Regions from separate parts of the Danio rerio genome. Here region 1 is linked to region 2. The links are chromatin contacts, called in public Micro-C maps. All regions are on one chromosome and are shown on one strand. Each heading gives the region's core, a stretch centred on a gene start, on an enhancer-like site or on the middle of the called end of the contact. The rest is flanking DNA. Distances are from core to core; before and after follow the strand shown.

Region 1 (3,919 bases), core at 1,300-3,799, 250 kb after region 2:
TGAACTTTCAACTTATTCATTTATATTTTATAATTTTTTTTTTATTCAGTTGAGTTCATCATTCTGATAGACAGCAATATTATTTTTTTTATTATTATCACTTTTATTCTACAACAATTGTTTAAAAATTGTGGTAACTGAGTAAAAAATAAAACTAATATACATTTTTTATTTTTATTTTTTTAGTTAAGTTAAGGATTCTGATTGACAACAATATTATTTTTTGTTATTATCAGTTTATTATGCACTAATTGTTAAAAAATAATTGAATAATTATTATTATTATTAATATTATTATTATTATTATTAATATTATTATCCGCCAAATTTATTGTAATTTAGTTTAATTTAATTTAATTTAATTTAATTTAATTTAATTTAATTTAAATTAATTTAATTTAATTTAATTTAATTTAATTTAATTTAATTTAATTTAATTTAATTTGTACTTATCTTTTAGAGAAGAAAATTAAGTTTTGGAAAAGCATGAGGGTGAGTAAATAACAACAGACTATTTATTATTAGATGAACTCTCCCTTGAGAACGAGACTGGTGGAGCATATTAAATGACTTGTTTTTCGATTCTTTAAACCAGATCTGCTTTTCACAAACAAAAACAAAAAAACACTTGAGCACATAGAAAATTAAAAAACCGTATAGACTAATGTGTTTTTAAAAAACAGCCAATGCAGCACTTGGACTAAATTTCTCTTGCTAGAGCAATTATGAGATGTCATGAAAACATGACAGGAACTGATGGAAGAGTATATCGGTTTTCCGCAATCATTAGCACCTAATCCCAGGAGAAATGACTCGCTAATGACGCTTGATCGAGGGTTGCTGAAATTGAATTGAAAGTGCCACAAACAGTGATCTGGTATCATTGCTTCATGGCTGGAAGGCACAGCTAAACGAATGCGACTGGAGGTGTGCAGGTGCTCTTTAGAAGAAAAGAGATGATTTGGATCATACCTGAGTGGACGCTCCATCTCTGAACACATGCAGTGCTCAAATCAGCTCAAACAAACATGTCTGAAGGGCAAACGCCATTGGCTTTCCCTTTGTGCTCAATATGGCAACAATGAATCTGATTAATAGACAAATTAAGTCAGACTTTGTGCAAGTGCCAATTACATTTATTTATTTATTTATTTATTTATTTATTTATTTAATGGTTTTAATGACCTCATTGATTCTTTCTTTATTTTTTCTTTATTTTTTCTTTTTCTTTCTTTCTTTCTTTCTTTAATATAATATTCTTTCTTTCAATAATAATAATAATAAAAATAATAAGAATTGTAAAAACGATATTGAATTATTTTATCATTAAAATGTTTTATTAAAGGGAGGCAGTGGTCCACAGTCCAAAGAAATGCGGTACAGGTGAATTGGGTAAGCTAAATTGTCCGTAGTGTATGAGTGGATGTTTCCTAGAGATGGGTTGTGGCTGGAAGAGCATCCGCTGCGTAAAAACTTGCTGGATAAGTTGGCGATTCATCCCGCTGTGGTGGCCCCTGCCCCCTTCATATATAATATTATCAATATTTATTACGATTTAATTATTATATGTTTTATATTACAATTTAATTATTTTTATAAAAATACATAATTTAATTTTATAATTTTAGTTTTCTTTTTATAAGTCTATAATAATAGTAATAATAATTATAATAATAATATTGAATACTTTTCTCATTAAATTTTAATTATTTGAATATATAATATAATCAATATTTATTACGATTTAATACTTTATTTTAAAAAATTTATAATTTAATAATACAATTTAAGTTTTTTATTTTTTAATAAATAAATAATGATAATAATAGTAATAATAATGATAATGATAATAATATTTAATTATTTGTTCGTTAAAATGTTTTAAGTAAATGAATAATATTATCAATATTTTTACGATTTATTTAATTCTTTATTTTATAAAAATATATAATTTAATTATATAATCAGTTTTTTAGCTTTTTATAAGTCTATAATAATAATAATAATAATAATAATAATAATAATAATAATAATAATTATAATATTTGATTATTTTATTATTTAAATGTTTTAAATAAGTAAATATATAATATCAATAATTATTACAATTTAATTAATTCTTTATTTTATAAAAATGTTTGCTATATTTGAGTTTTGTATTTGTTATACATCAATAATAATAATAATAATAAAAAAATAATAATTATTATTATTATAAGTAATACAAATTCACAAAACATTAATTGCCCAGCATTTTCTGTAGATTACATTTGTAAAACTAACTGGTCTATCAAATTAATTCAAAGGTGCAAACATTGATAAATCTGTTTGTGATTTTTTTTTCATTAATATTACTGACGTTAATTTCCTTTGACCTTGAAAATGCATATTGTAAACCAACTTGGCTCGAAATGTTTAGACACGGCCTTCCAAGCTTTTTGTGGCATGTGCCAATGTGAACACCTGCTTCAAACGCACTGTTGTTACCATGGTACCACTTCTCACATCACCTAGTTGTAATGGTTTAAACAACAAGATCAAGGCTGGCTCAGCTGTTACTGGCACTGTTGCTAGGCAACTTTGGAATCAGAGTTCAAGGATACAAAGGAATAAAGCTTGTTGATGTGCCCTGCTCACATTCAGGTCACTCAAAGGTAATCACAACGTACACATATACATACACTTCAGTGACTGTACTCCCATCTTAAGGTGAGACACTATATTTTCATGCACCTGTCAATTTAGAGATTTTGGTCATTTTGGCTTTTTATTAAGGATTTTTTTTCTCTTTTTTTAATTTTTTTGTATACATAAAAGCATCGTAATTCGGCCTATTTTGCACTTTGTCAATTTTGACCTGTAAATTTCAATTACACTCTATATTTATGCACCAGACTTCAGTTTTATGTGTACTCTGAGAGTTTTACAGAGGTTATTTGTTCATTCATAATTTGCCTGACTATATACAAAATTTTATTCTATCAAAAATGTTGATAGTATTTTCATCATCATTATCTTCATCATCATCATTATCTTCATCACCATTATCTAAATAATAATAAATAATTATCTATAAATAATAATTATCATCATCATCATACTAATAATTATTTAGTAAATGCAAAAACCTGTAAATACCTTTACCTCTATGTCCAAAAAACGATTTCTGAAACTGCTTTCATCCAGTGTTCAAATTTAAGTGATTTTTTTTATTGTTTTTAATTGTACATTTATTAATCTTGAAATGTCCATGAAAATAGTCTTTGTTGCTGACATGGCATTAAATAGAAAATCATCATCATCATCATCATCAAATGTTAGTGCTAGAGGTATTTAATTAAATAATGATTCATTGGCATATTTAAACACAAAACTTTAGAATATTTTTAATACAAAGGAGTTTGTAATTCTTAATGTTTTATTTACTCTATTTTCCTGCGTTGTCTCAATATTTTGGTCTGAACGTATTATATCATATACAGCATCTTTAGAGCATATTTTAAAATATGGTAATATATGTAAATATATGTCAAAAAAGTGTGTTGTAGACTCTCAATAATGTTAGGTGTAGATTTGCTAAGGACCAGTGGAGTTTAGATGTGTTTCTCCCTCCTGAAATGTAAAACACACTTATATTCACCAGTTTATTTAGCAGTCACCATCCCCCATCCTTGCAGTTTATCACAGAAAACTCTTTTTTGGAGTTTATTGAGACTTCAGGAGTGCTTAACAATTGATGTTTCAACAGTGCCCCCTTGCGGTTTCAAATAAGTATTGAATGCATTTAATTTCTGTCCAGCTTATGCTGCATTTAGCAACAGGATGCTGCATCAGTTATTTCAACGAGAAATAAAGGCTTAGGAGTAATATTTGTTAACACTTTATTTTGATGGTCCATTTGAGTGTTAGTTGAATGTCT
Region 2 (3,806 bases), core at 1,189-3,688:
AAACTTTCCTAGAAAGCCTCAACACAGTAGTATTGCCATGTACCGCATACTATAATAAGCACAGTGGTCTATCTATAATTGAGAACCAATGAAGATGAAACTCTTCTGTGTTGGGATATTTCCACATTCCAGACAATGACATTCAGTCTTTTCCTGGATTTCTGAACAATACACTGTACTCAATTAAGCATATAGAGTAGCCAGCAAATGCACACTCTCGCTCACATTCATGTCACTTTTATAGATGATTTAGGCTCTGAAATACACACACATACACACAAGCATCATGGAGGCAACATGGGCCTGTGAAGATGTTGAAAGGGTGGAGAGAAGAACAACTTGAAGCATCTGCTCACAGTTCAGTGATCCTCTGAGCAGCACAGGAATCTGGTAAATATGGCCACTTAAAGTTTATAGTACATTGCTGATTGAGACAATTACACACTATTATCTACAATCATGTCACAGAACCACCAACATTATTTAGAATATGCATTCACTGACATCTGATATCACTGGAGGTCTTGGGTTAAAAGTGTCTGATGGTGTATTCTTGTCTGCTACATCAACACTGAACAGATATTTCAGAGGACTTTCTTTGCCTTTCTCACTCTCCAGCCCCTGCATATGGAATGCATAGCATGACTCGTGGATGTCTTAACCATCCTCATGCAAAACAAATCCAATTTTGTTACATAATGGTGTGAATCAGCTGATAAAAGTCTACTTTTGAACCATTTACTGCCATGGCTGTTTGGATTTCAGGGTTCCCACACTTTCTGACCAATGAATTTACATGGTTATTTATGGAGTGTTACACATGATAGGCATAAAACCTTAAAAATACAAATTTGTTCCCTCAACTTACTAGGACAGCAGCATGTTTACTAACATGTTACCTCATTTTAAGTAAATTAGGTGCATGATATATCAAGTTGTTCCTTAATATTACCAAAATGTGGCCACATTGTATTAATTGCTTTGCTGTAGGCTTACATCATAATATGGGATCAAATTAGTAGAATGTGACAATTTATTAAAACAAAATTGTCAATGCTATGATTTACAACATGAAAAAAATTATTTATTATTTATATATTATTCCCCAGAATATCACGTATAGGACTTCCTAATATGACAATTAGGCTAGTTCCCCAGTCATTTGTGAGTTTTTATAAAGACTAGTCATTTTTTTATGATTTTATAGTACTATTTGGGCAAATAAAAACAATATTTCCACTATTATGCCTGATTCATGTCTGGAAATCATACTTTTGAAATTCCCCGATGTTTCCAGGACCGTGGGAACCCTGTGATTTGTGGATCTCGGAAAACACACCAGTAATATCAGTCTTTAAAAAAAGACAACGAAAGTCAAAAGAACGGGAAAAGCGTTGTGATTAACAGCTCACTCGGCTGGGCTGTTGCTTACAAACAAAGTCCGTCATGAAATCGAACTCGTTCTGTCCAAGCCAGAGCTCTGGCAGCTCCTTTATTCGGTCCAAGCCCATTTCTATCACCAGTGACATCAAGACCTCCTCGTCAATAAAATCTGTGTCGATAACGTTGGGGGGCAGCATTGCTGCAGGCATGTGGTGGCCAGGCAAAGGAACCCCAGACGTGTTCTGCTTAGCGATACTGTCTCGGAACTGCTGTCCTGTCCCGTTTAACTGGTGATTGGCGGGGTGTAGTTCGTGCATGTAATGGTGATGATGGGAAGGATGAGTGTGGTGACCGTAGTAAGGCGTGTTGAGCTTCTGCAACTGCATGCTTGCAGCGAGCTGCTGCCCTTGTCCGACAAACTGTGAGTTAAAGCGGGCAGGCAAGTTTCCATTGGGGATTCCTCCGTTTATATTATTCCCAGTGGCCATGGAATGCCGGATCCCGTTATTTGCGTTTATATTCCCTCCCGCGTAATGCATGTGATCTCCCATGATAACGTTATAATGCTGCTGCTGCGGAAGCGCGTTGGAGAACTGTCCCATTCCCATCCTGCGCGCGGAGTGCTGATGTCCGTTCACAGCATCTGGGAAACGACCATGGTTCATTGCCATCATGCGGTCTACCATTCCCCTGGAAAACAGTTTGCAAAAGTTAATACGTGCAAAACACGACGTGCAGATATGTTCCCGAAGGATTTGCTTTCGAAATAGTTCAACAATGAACAAAAGCCTTTTTTGCAGTGTGCACAATTAAACACACGTATCTGACTGTGGCATGAACATTCATAAGCAGGCTAAACTTTGTAACCTTTACCTCTCCGCTAAAATCTGCTGAGTGCGTTGCACCGCAGTCGGCAAAAGGAAAAAGTAACTGACAATCCCAGAGATGAAAGAGTTTACAATCCCTCCTAATCCAAGTCAACAAGAAGCGTATGCTCTCCAAACGCAGACCGCATTCAGCGCCAGCCTCCGCATCAAAAACATTACGAAAAAAACTGCTGCATGCTTCTCGGTCAGCACTCATATACAATCAAGCCAGGGGCGGAGCAAAGCCAACCTTCAATCTGACTACACTCAAGCCTGTGGCAAGCCGCTTTGTCACGTAGGCATACCAGTTTCACTAGGTAATCGTTCACAGTGGGTAGTATCGAGAGCTACAGTACCCTCTGATGATCTAGCGGTTAGTAATGCTCATTGCTAATAGGCTATTTATAGGCTGAATTGACCTTAAAGTAATTTTATTAGGGGCCATTTAGACATTTTAGTGAATATTTTCAGCTGTGTAAAACTTTATATCTGGACGTGAAAAAAATGAAGTAGCCTAAATAAAAATAGGTAGAGTTGGAATTAACTAAACGGAAATTTAATGAGTAGCCTAATATCTAATAAATATGTAGCCTACATCATGTCTAAAGTTGGACGCACACCAGATAATTGATCATGAACTGAAGAGCTGAAGGGGAGGTTGAAAGACGATCGCGAACTGAAGAGTAGGGGCAGGGGTGTAGTGGCCATTTATAAAAGTGGGGGGACAGCTGTATAAAATTCAAAGGTTTACATACCTAATCACCTGTTTCTAAATGGTTTGTCTCTAAAAGTGCGGGGGACGTATCCCCCTCGTCCCCCTGGTTGCTACACCCCTGAGTGGGGGGCACTTTTTATTCAAAAGAAACCCTTTTGTGCCCTACCTGTGAATGGAAAGTTAAAAGGATCACACACCAGATGCGAACATTCAACGCAATCTTATGACAGTTTATAACTTTTTGATTTTGTGGCTAATTCTTATGAATTCTTATGATCTGATTCGTACAATTTAGTACGATTTGCTCATCACCCAATGACGGTTAGGGGTGGGGTTGGGTGCCACACCTCCTTTTTAAAATTGTACATTTTCGTACGACTAAACTTGTACGAATTAGCCACTAAACTGACGAAATGTAAAATACTTACGTCTCCTCGTGAGATCAGGCAGGCACATTCGCATGTTATTTAAAATGAAACTATTCAAATGGCGCTCTGTGGCATGATATAAGGCCCCGTTTACACTAATGCGTTTTAGTTTGAAAACGCATAAGTTTTGCTACGGTTACGCCATCCGTCAACACTACGCCGGAGTTCTCGAGCGCCGAAAACGGAGCGTTTCGAAAACGCTGGAGAGGCCGTTTTCATTCTGAAACGCTGCTGCTCCATCTCAGTGTGGATGGGGAAAGATGAAGTGTCCTGAGCTAGTGTGTGTACTGTTATAGAAATCCATGTTTAGAATTCTTAAATGTGTGGCGCTGCGTGGTTGTTGCTAGAAGTAGCCGGGTCCATCATGTTTTAGGGTCTAATTGTAACAATTCCATTGTGTTATGAGAAAATGCA

Evidence for each region. A called contact is a pair of places that touch in the nucleus more often than the background predicts.
Region 1: a Micro-C map of caudal fin shows a contact between it and region 2, with 13 times the contacts expected there. The contact joins the enhancer-like site here to the promoter of cited2 in region 2. A contact is called at or near these places in 4 of 18 Hi-C or Micro-C datasets (caudal fin, embryo and an unstated tissue) and 2 of 4 datasets of contacts at active chromatin or transcription factors (caudal fin and embryo).

What each region holds. Positions count from the first base shown.
Region 1 is chr20:40,438,277-40,442,195 of GRCz12tu, forward strand. It overlaps a transcript of gje1a not described here. Among named protein-coding and RNA genes, the nearest start is that of nmbr, 120 kb to the right of the region's middle. Within about 2 kb of position 2,550, at least 4 of the 62 cell types and tissues checked have an H3K27ac peak or open chromatin away from gene starts, as enhancers often do.
Region 2 is chr20:40,187,871-40,191,676 of GRCz12tu, forward strand. cited2 (Cbp/p300-interacting transactivator, with Glu/Asp-rich carboxy-terminal domain, 2) reads right to left here and starts at 2,439. Exons shown (of 2, transcript NM_001006045.1): 1 at 2,257-2,439; 2 at 1-2,073. The coding sequence starts at 2,069. The coding sequence ends at 1,401.